Regions from separate parts of the Sus scrofa genome. Here region 1 is linked to region 2. A link is a contact called in public Hi-C data. All regions are on one chromosome and are shown on one strand. The core of a region is the stretch at or near the end of the contact, and the rest is flanking DNA. Distances in the headings are between cores, read along the strand shown. Region 1 holds the start of ARID4B (AT-rich interactive domain-containing protein 4B). Region 2 holds the start of B3GALNT2 (UDP-GalNAc:beta-1,3-N-acetylgalactosaminyltransferase 2).

Region 1 (5,251 bases), core at 1,327-3,826, 170 kb after region 2:
ATACTACTCTATTTAGCCAACTCTTCTCAACTGGGTTGAGTACAAAAATCATGTTTATCTTTTCTCAGCCTCCAGAACACATCTGACTTAATTTAAAAATCAGAAAGATGAACTTTCAATAATTCAATAATGAACTTTTGTCTCTGGCTCCGCAATAAGTACACCTGTTGTACAGAGATCAGAGTTCATCTGTTTCAAATCTAATGGCTTTGGTTGATTTTTTTCCAACTTAAAATATTACTTATGAATTAAAAAAATTTTTCTTTTGCTCACTCAGGTAAATTTAAGAATACTCATTTAACAAATAAGTCAATTAATGTTCCTTTCCCAGAGAATGTTTATGGGCAAGTGTTCTGAACAGTGGGAAAACATAGAAACCTCAGTTTTTCTAGGTGTCAAAACCCAATCTGTTTTGTGTCTTTTTACAGTGTTCTGTAAGAAGTGTTTCACATTACACTGGCATCTACTCTCACTTGCCTTTTTCTTCCTCTTTTTTTTTTTTTTTTTTTTTGTCTTTTTGCCTTTTCTAGGGCCGCTTCCCGAAGCCTATGGAGGTTTAATCGGAGCTGTCGCCGCCGACCACAGGCAAAGCAACGCGGGATCTGAGACCTACACCACAGCTCACCGGGATCCTTAACCCACTGAGCGAGGCCAGAGATCAAACCTGCAACCTCATGGTTCCTAGTCGGATTCATTAACTACTGCGCCATGACGGGAACTCCTTCTTTCTTCCTTTGTAACCCCAAAGGCTCCAATTTATCGCACCTAGAAATTTCAGCCATCACACACTAGACCTGAATGGAAAGAGGCATTAGGGTGCTACTAATTTGCTTGTGGAGTGAAAAGCAACCCACAGAATGCCTCGGTGAGAGTCTGAACCTACTCATTTTCAAAAGTGGGAAACTGCCCTAAATTTGTTCAAACAATGGTTGTTGAATATTAATACAAGCCACAGTCTCTCCTCCCTTTGGACTACTAGAGCAGTAACTTAGTGTTTGGGCTTCCTGTACTCGCTCCTACTCTTCAGCCAGAGATCTTTTCAAAATTCAAATGCGGTCCTATCTCCCTTCTGATTGAGAACTCTTCCAGTTAGCAGACTGCTCAATAAAGTCTCCATGAAAGCTTATCAAGTTCGGAGAGTCAATCCCCTGCCCACACCCCAGCCTCAGTTTCTCATACTTTAAAAAGCTCCCTTGTGGCACAAGCCTTTCCAACACGATATTCTTTCGATCTGGAATGTTCCTTAATTAACTCTTACTAACCCTTCCGCTCTCGGCTGGATCCTCACATGCTCGGGAATGCTTTCAACTCCCTAAGGCAATTTCCCAATTTCCAATTCTCCTATCACCATGAAACTCTTCTATGCACCACTTACAGCACCTGACGCAATTTTACACTCGTGTGTGTTCAATTTAATATCTGCCTGTCTCACTGGGCTCTGGTTTACGAAGCAGGGGCCGTACAAGTTTCTTCCACACGGTAGGCGCTCAAATATGTGAAGGACAACGGAAAGTGCCTTCTAACGCGTTAGAGGATGAAGTCAGGGCACACATTTGCATGCACAAGTGGAAATATCATGCAATTTTTTAAAAGGGAAGAGTCTGGTTTCTAAAGAGCTAAAGGAACACGCAAATACAAACGTAGCTGTGAAGCGCAGAGTGAGCCCTTCCACTCAAACTCCGGGAGATGTGGGTGGGTCTGAAAAAAACTACCGGAGAGATACAGGGAGGGAATTTAATTAACTCCGGGGCAGATTTTCAACAGAGACTTGGAAGAAGGGCTTCAAATGTCGGCTCTGCTTTCTCTCGGCTCTGAGGCCCCCTTCCGCCCCGCTCGGTCCGCTACCGCTCCTCCCCTCCTCCAGCGAGAGGATGGAAAATTCATACACAAGCCGGTTCAGCATCCGGGTCCTCACCCTCTTTTCTTTCTTTCCTCTCGGCTCCGCCTCCCAGACTCCCCAACCCTCCTCCCCAACCCTCCTCCCCATCCGGGTTCCCCCCCAGCCGCCGGCACAGCCACTCACGGTTCGAGGATGATATCACAACTTTCACGCCGCGGGCCCAGGAGTAGCAGTATCCTGTATCAACTTCCCACCTTATAGTTCAGGACAAGGCTCCTCCTGAGGCTTCCATGAATCCCTCCCTCTATTTCACCAAAGAACTCTCCGCCCTCCTCAGCCACCAGCGACGCCGCATTACTCGGTGCAAGAAAATGCGCCATCCCGGTCACACTGCGCAGGCGTCGTTGCCACCTCCCCTTTGCTTTGTCGCTCCGCCCCCTTTCCCTCCCCCCTCCCGTCTCACGTAGCCGCGGGGCTTTGCGGATCTTGCAGTTCTCACCGGCAAGGCCTAGCGCGTTGGCCCAGAGGCTGAACTACATTTCCCGGGGAGCTTTGAGGCGTAACTTTCTGTTTCCATAGAACTGGTGGGAAAATGGCGTCGTTGTTTGTATCCCAGGGACCAATAGGAACAGGGCATAGGGGGGTTCTAAAGAAGTCTAACCAATCCGAGGTCGTCTAAGAGGCCATCCGGGAAAGAGGTAGGGGAGGGGAAAGAAAGTCTAGGGGAGGGGAGAAAGGAGGGAAGGGGGGGACTTGGGGTGGGGGGGGGAAGCGATGTTTGCCCGTCAGTCGAGTCCGGAGTGAGGAGCTCGGGCGCCGGAGCGGAGGGAGACTCTTGAGCTTAAGCTTGCCGCCGCCACGGCCACCGCCTGGACCTTTGCCCGGAGGGAGCCGCAGAGGGTCTGTCGCCGCCGTCCTCTGGAGGGCAGCGCAACTGGGGGCCCGGACCTCCAGTCCGGGAGGGATTTTTCGTCGTCCCCCCTCCCCCCAGCGAGGGAGCCCGAGCGGCCGCCAAACAAAGGTACCAGTCGCCGCCGCGGGAGGAGGAGGAGCCGGAGCTTCAGCCTCAGCAACCGCTGGACCCGCCGCCCTTCTTCCCCCATCTCTCCCCCGGGCCTGCTGGTTTTGGGGGGGAGCAGGGAAGGGGACTCTGGACGTGCCAGGGTCAGAGCTCGCCTCCGAGGAAGGTAGGGACGTTTTCTGAGGCTTTGGCGGTCCTATTAAGGGGGTCTTTTGGGGAGTCACTGGGCCCAATCGAGGAGAAGACAAGATCGCTGTGGTGGGCTCCCCAGGCGCCCGAATTCGGGGCCTCGGCCTCCTGAGAGCTCCCACCCGTCCCTGCAGTTGCCGAGTCGAGTCGCTCCCCAGCCTGGCGGCCGCACACTCAGCGCTTTCACGTCTCCCAGCCGCGGTGGGGGGCCCGGGCCGGGTGGGGGGGGGGGCTGCCGCCTCTTGGTCCCTCGGCGCTCTCGCCGTGCCCGCGGCAGGCGGACGTGGATCCCGCTCCCACTTGTCGGGGTGTCCGCCTCGGAGCGGGACGGGGGCTGAGGCTGTACAGGATCGGTCCCGCCCGCGGCCCGCCGGGCCCTCCGCGGCCCCCGCCGAGCCCCTTGAGGCTCGGCTGGCTCCGGCTCGGACGAGGGGTGTGCGGCCCTTCGGAGGGGGGCCGGCCGGGCCCGGCGCGGAGGCCGGAGGGGAGGAGGACGGCCGGCCCCGCGCCGGACCCCGGGCTTGTTGTGAGTTTCTTCTCTGACAGAAATGGCGTCATTGTCGGAGACGGGAAACTCCGTCGGGTCCCGACAATGGGGACGGGAAGCTGTCGAACTGTAAAGGTGGCCGGGTTTGCCGGGATGGCAAAGCCAGCGGGAACCCCGGTTCGGCTATTCGCGGTTCGGGGACTGACGCCTCTTTCGGCTCTTTTTCGGGGTGCGGGCTTCGCTCGGTTCCCTCCGCCTCCGCCAGTGCAGGGGGGTGCCCATGGTGCTGACTGGGTGTCTTTTGTTTCTTCTCCAGGTGTAGGTGAATCTGGTGTTTTCGAGGGGATCGCGGCCCCAGAGTCATCATGAAGGTAAGGTTGCCTCCGGAAAACGAACCTCAGGGGTTAGAGAATTCAGGAAGTGGGGGGCTTGGTCGAGGTCGTATGTGGGGCCTCAGAGTCCTGCCGAGGAAGGTGTGTGTGTGTGGCGGCTGGGGGCCCCAAGCTGTCCCCGGAGACGGTGGGAGTCAGCTGGTGGGGATATCTGTGGGCTTTGCTGTGGAGTTGGAGCTAGTTATATAGGCTGTCTCACCGAGGATGATTTTTCGCATATAGAACGTCTCTTTGGCAGGGAATCGTAGGAATAACTGCATGCATTTAAGTGTTTTTTAAAAGCAGGTCAAGTAATCTGACTCTAGAAACTGAACTGTTCTATCGGTTACACTGATGAAAGAACGTCTAATTTATTGTGTGAACAGTACCATGAATTTTTAGGAGACGTTTTTGATTGGGGAAATCAAATATAATCTTAATCGAAAGGTTTTTAATGAGAATTTTGGTGACCTTTACACAACTCGGAGAGAGCTTTTGTTTCTTCTGTTTCCAGAGATTTAGGATTATCTGGTTTATTTTCCTTTACTGATGCATTTGGTCTGTAAGTGATCAGATGCTGTATGATGCATTGTGAAAGAACCGATGGCCAGGTTCCTCTTCAATATAAACATGTTAATTAAATGGTGGATATTGTCTAAAAAGTACGATTTGCTTGAATGGTGGGAGAAATTACAGTAATAAAAGTACAGGTTGTTTTTTCAATTTAGAGAATGTGTAATTGAATGCTGTCGTGTTTTTTACCACATTCTAGGATGAAAAGCCTTAGATAGCCGAAATGTCTAGGTTCAACTAGTGGAACGTAGAGACCGGCAGATATTTTTCATCCATTACAAATTCAGAAGTGCTTGAAAAGGGTAGAGTGTGTTCACAAGGATAGAAATGCAACAGCTAGTAAGTTAAAATGTAAATGTCATCTACTTTTGACAGTTCCTTTGAACTGTTTTTTAAAAAATTTATTCTTTTCAGCATCAGGACTGCTTTTATAATACTGTGTCCAAATTAAGATCGTAATACTTGTGTTTGTGGTAGAAAGTGAAAGCTGTGGCTACTTAAATATTTATCAGCTGTACAGAGTAATTAGGTTTAGTCCAGGGTTTGGGGTTTTTTTTTGTTGTTTTTTTTTTTTTTTTTTGGTAGTTTTTTTTTTTTTTTTCTTGAGTTTGGGGTCCTATAAACTCCTATCTGAAGCAGTTTATATCTGCTGAATTACTGTTTCCCCTTCATGTAAATGAAAAAATAATCAGTCACATTTCAGAAATGAATCTCTTTTGTTAATCACAAATGCTAGTTACATGTGAAATGGTGACAAGTAAATGTATTAA
Region 2 (5,037 bases), core at 2,277-4,776:
AATTGGAGCCACAGCTACACCAGATCCAAGCTGCATCTTCGACCTACACCACAGCTCACGGCAATGCTGGATCCTTAACCCACTGAGCAAGGCCAAGAATCAAACCCGAATCCTCATGGATACTAGTCAGGTTTGTTAACCACTGAGCCATGAAAAAGGAACTCCTGGAAGGAGCATCTTGATTAGTAAATATTTTAGGATAGTTTTGTTCATTCCTCACTTTAGTGCCCATTGTAATTCTGAACACTTGTTCAAATATTGTTATTTAATACTGCAATCTGGAGTTCCCACTGTGGTGAAAAGGGATCGGTGGCATCTTGGGAGCACTGGGTCGCAGGTTCACTCCCCAGCTTGGCACAGCTGCGGCTTAGGTCATGACTGTGGCTTGGATCTGATCCCTGGCCCAGGAACTCCATATGCTGAGGGGTGGCCAAAAATGAAAAAAAATTTTTTTAAATAAATAAAAGGTGGGATTTAAAAGAAAAAAATACTGCAGTCTGCACATTTCAGTCACACATTCCCAATTCTCCTACCCTGCTCTATTTTTTTGTCATTTTCTATAGCACTTATCATCTTCCACATGCTGATAAAATGTACTTATTATATATAGAGTCTATAGTCTGTCCCTGCCCCCATCACCACACCACAGGGGTCTTTATCTCGTTCATCAGTTTATCCCAAGAGCCTACAAAAATACCTAGCTCATAATAGGTGCTCAATGAGTATCTGAATTAATAGATCTGCCTAAATTATGGATTATTCCTCTTGGGGATTAACTCATTATAATTCTCTAATCACAAAAAGAAAATTTCAGGATGTCAAGAGAGATTTTATTGCCTTTCTTGAGGATAAAAAAACCCAGGACATCCCGGGAATTTCCATTGTGTCTCAGCGGGTTACGAACCTGACTTGTATCCATGAGGATGTGGGTTCAATCCCTGGCCTCACTCAATGGGTTAAGAATCCAGCGTTGCTGTGAGCTGTGGTGTGGGTCGCAGACACGGATCAGATCTGGTGTTGCTGTGGCTGTGGTATAGGCTGGCAGCTGCAGCTCTGATTCAACCCCTAGCCTGGGAATTTCCATATGCTGCAGGTGCAGCCCTTATAAAGCAAAACAATAAAAACCAACTAAACAAAACAAACAAAGGACATCCTTCATGACAACCAATTATTAATTTCTTGAGAGTTTCTTTGACACACAGAAAGCAGGTGAGCAGTTTCTAAACAAAGAAGAATGTCTCACAAGAAATGTGTAGACATTAGGTATTCTCCTTCCTGTTGCAATATGTAAACAATATTCTGAGAAAGGGGCACACAGATCTTGGTGACATTTGCCCAGGAGCCACAATGATAACAACCTACTAATCCCACATTTCTCACAAAAATGATAACTTGTTTTTCTTGTCTTCAGGGTATTCAGGGGCCATGGAGAATGTGTAGGAGCTCTAAAGACTCCCCCAAGCTGTTTAGACATAGTAGTGTTTCTCAGATTTGCATGATATACTCTGGCAGCCAGCTTCCAAATTGACCCCACAACCATCCTTGCCTCCTGGGCTCATGCCCTGGTGTGGCCCCTACCACAGTCAATCAGGGCTGGTCTGTGTGACCAATAGAACACCTCTGAAGTGACAGCGTGTCTTCCAAGGATTCATCCTCAAAGGTCTTGCACTATGCTCAGCAGTCTCTTGGGTCTCCAGTTCCTGGGGAAGCAAGCCACCATGGTGTGGGGACTCTAATGCAGCTTGTTGGAGAGACCCACTTAGAGACCAACTCAGAGAGGCGGAAAGAGAACCCCAACTTGCCAGCCGGGGAAGTGAGGCACTGAGGACGCCTAGTCCTGCCTTCTGATGACCACAGCCCCAGTGGACATCTGCCTCCAACTATATGGGAGATCCTGAACCTGAATGTAGCTCCCCAATTCCTGACTCAGAAATTGTGAGGCACAATAAGTGATTCTTGTTGTTTTAAGAGTTTTGGAGTAATTTGTTGGGTAGCAATAGATAACTAATGAACATACAAATTCCTTTAAAGGGAAAAATTTACTTCTGACACCATATTAAATTGTTTATTATTTTATTTAAATAGTACAAATAGTATAAAATCCTTACGCTTATAGCTTTTGTACAGCAATTAAAACATTTTAAAATTACAGTGCAGACCATATTACAAAACAATAAAAAATAATTTTATTTATTTATTTATTAGGGCCGCAGCAGCAGCATATGGAGGTTCCCCACCTAGGGGTGAATTGGAGCTGTAGCTGCCAGCCTAGGCCATAGCCACAGCAACGTCAGCTCCAAGCCGAGTCTGGCACCTACAGCATAGCTCATGGCAAGGCAGGATCCTTAACCCACTGAGTAAGGCTAAGGATCCAACCTGCGTCCTCATGGATACTAGTCAGATTCCTTTCCCTGAGGCACTGAAGGGAACTCCAAAAATAATTTTAATAGAGGAAATTAAATTGCCCCTCAGTGAGACTATGGTACTGACAGTGCCTAAGACATCTCCTGGACTGTTCAGTGACTTGAATAAATTACCCTTTTTTCCTTAAGCCTGTTTGAAGTGGATTTCCTGGGGCTTTCAACCAAGGGTTTTTCCAACAATATAGTTCATCCTCATGTTCATCCTCTGCACCATCTTCTGAACATCGGTACCCTGATCTTCAGGCTCCTCAACTAGGACACTTTTGCGTTTGGCCGCAGGCAGGCCGGAACGGGTGACGCCCTCGGGGCCCAGGGCAGGACTGTATCCCGGAGGGTCGCAGCAGGTCCTTCCCACAGGTGCCTCGGAGCCCGCATTTTCTAGCGGCTCACGTCCAATAGCAGGTGTGAGTGCACCCGGTTCTTCTCGCAACTTTCCAGCGCCAGTTTGAAATCTGAGCACGTGTAATGTACCTTCCATTCGGCCATCGCTGTCGTACTGCACAGCTTGATCCCTTGGGCTTGGTCTTACTCATCCTGAGTTCTTAGAGCCGGGTACCGAAGCACCAGAACTAATACTTGATGATTCACCGCTGAAGACACGGGCATTTGGGCTGCCCCGCCCCGATCTCCGCGCCCAGTAGATGCCAGCAAGATCCCATCTCTTACACGAGGCTAGCATTCGGCCTAAGGAAGCTCTGCGTGATTTAAAACTGTCTTGTCTCAAGATCTCCTTTAAATCTTAGGCAACCGGCGCCCTTCACCCCAGCTATTATTTCTCTCCCGGGGTTGGGGCGGCCCCTGAGCGCTGGGTTGTCCGGCACTACCTCTCCTCCGCCACCGGGGGGCAGTAAACATGGAGCAGGGCTGCGCATGCTCTGTGTGAGGCCTCGCGCTTTGCTTACGCGATCGCCGAGTGACGGAAGCGAGTGCGTGGGGTTGTGGGAAATGTGGTTTCCCAGCCATCGGATCACGGGGGCACTTCCTCCTTAAGCTCAGAGCGGGACTTCAGCTCCCGGCCGGCTAGGGGAAGTGGGAGGGGACAAGCTAGAAGAGGGCGGGGCGAGTGAGAGAAAAGGTGGGCGGGGCCGGGGAAGGCCCAGGAAAGGGGGCGGGGCTCTGGCCGGCGGAGGCGCAGCCGCCAGCGGTCGGAGGAGCCTAAGCCGAGAGAGACCTAGACGGCGGCGGGCACGAGGGCGGGCGTTCCCGGAGTAGTCGCGCGGGAGTCGGCCACTGCCCCCGGCCTCCTTACTTTCAGGGCCCCTCCCTGTCCGCCGGGACGCGGGAGAGCCCGGCGCGCGGTGGGGGCGCGAGGTGGAGCCGGCGGGGGCGGCCAATGCGAAACTGGCTGGTGCTGCTGTGCCCGTGTGTGCTCGGGGCCGCGCTGCACCTCTGGCTGCGGCTGCGCTCCCCGCCGCCCGCCCGCGCCTCGGGGGCCGGCCCCGCAGGTGAGGTCCTGGGGCCGGGCGGGCGGGCGAGCGGCCGGCTTCTTCCACGGAGCCTGGCCGAGAGTCTGGGTTGGGGGACGGGCCGACCCGGCGGTCCCCAGATGAAACAAATGGCCCTTTTCATCTCCCCGGCGTTAACATCGGGCAAACTGGAGGGCGCTTTTCTCTCTTCGTGTCTCCGCCGTTTCTCACCTCCCGGCTTTTCTTGATGACCACAAAACCGGTGCGGACGACTGCAAGTCCTTCGGCTGTCCCCAGGCCTTTCCCGCCTGCCCGGGGAGCTGAGCCCCATGTGTCCTTCAACCCGAGGGGCAGCTGTTAACGCCCGGGGCCGGGCTCCCAGGTGGCTCTGCTCCTCCCGCAGCTGTTGGTCTTATTGGATCAGGACTTTGAGGTCTTAGGGTCCGTGGATCACGTTTTTGTGCCTTTTTAAAGAGGTGGCTGGGGTTTGCTTTTAAGGAACAACTTTGCTTTAAGAACGTACTCTGCTTTGTATTCTTTGAAAACTGTGGTTGTAAGTCGGTTAAACAAATCTAGCCATGAAATAGGGCATGGCTGCGGATGGAGTTATTCCTGAGAGTTTGGTTTGCAAAGCCTTCTAATGAATTATACACGAAAATAGCAAGTTCCTCTACGATTGTATCCATTTGCTCCAAAAGTTAGTTTCTCATGGGAAAGAACTCTTTGTTCATATTCACTTCCCAGCCTGATAAATAGAATGCTCTGCCCCACAGCCCAGTGGATTTTCTTTTAACTAATTCCACCGCTCTGAACATTGAAGGTTGCCCTTTTCTGTCTTTTTAAGGGCTTGCCCTAGGAGGTATAATAAAGCCTAGACGGCTGTTTTAAAGATGGGGAAATAGTCGTTTTGTTTTTTAACTACCTTGGGAATTTGTTCTTACCACTTCTCCCCTAGAAAGTTTTCTTATCCAATATTTTCAAGGATTAGAATTGAATATCTGAATTCTGAGATGGCTCTGTGCCTAGGAAGTATGGAAACTAATTCGGGCAGTCCTCAAAGCAATCTCATTGTTATAATTAGAGTTCTTTATTCTGGTAACAATCTCTTAAAATCCCTTTGTGTTAGAGAAGCCACGAGCTCTTTAAAAAAGGCTCTTCGTGTGACCTGAATAGAATCGAGACCCTATTTAAATGATTTAATGAAAGTG

Evidence for each region. Hi-C and Micro-C count contacts between places; a contact is called where the count stands out from the background.
Region 1: a contact with region 2 is called in a Hi-C map of liver, with 3 times the contacts expected there. The contact joins the promoter of ARID4B here to the promoter of B3GALNT2 in region 2. A contact is called at or near these places in 1 of 5 promoter capture datasets (liver) and 4 of 47 Hi-C or Micro-C datasets (heart right ventricle, liver and skeletal muscle).

The regions. Positions count from the first base shown.
Region 1 is chr14:55,921,757-55,927,007 of Sscrofa11.1, forward strand. ARID4B (AT-rich interactive domain-containing protein 4B) reads left to right here and starts at 2,577. Exons shown (of 25, transcript XR_002338970.1): 1 at 2,577-3,027; 2 at 3,854-3,908. It overlaps GGPS1 (geranylgeranyl pyrophosphate synthase), which reads right to left and starts at 2,281. Exons shown (of 4, transcript XM_003483472.4): 1 at 2,024-2,281.
Region 2 is chr14:55,745,883-55,750,919 of Sscrofa11.1, forward strand. It overlaps B3GALNT2 (UDP-GalNAc:beta-1,3-N-acetylgalactosaminyltransferase 2), which reads left to right and starts at 3,527. Exons shown (of 12, transcript XM_021074398.1): 1 at 3,527-3,868. The coding sequence starts at 3,757.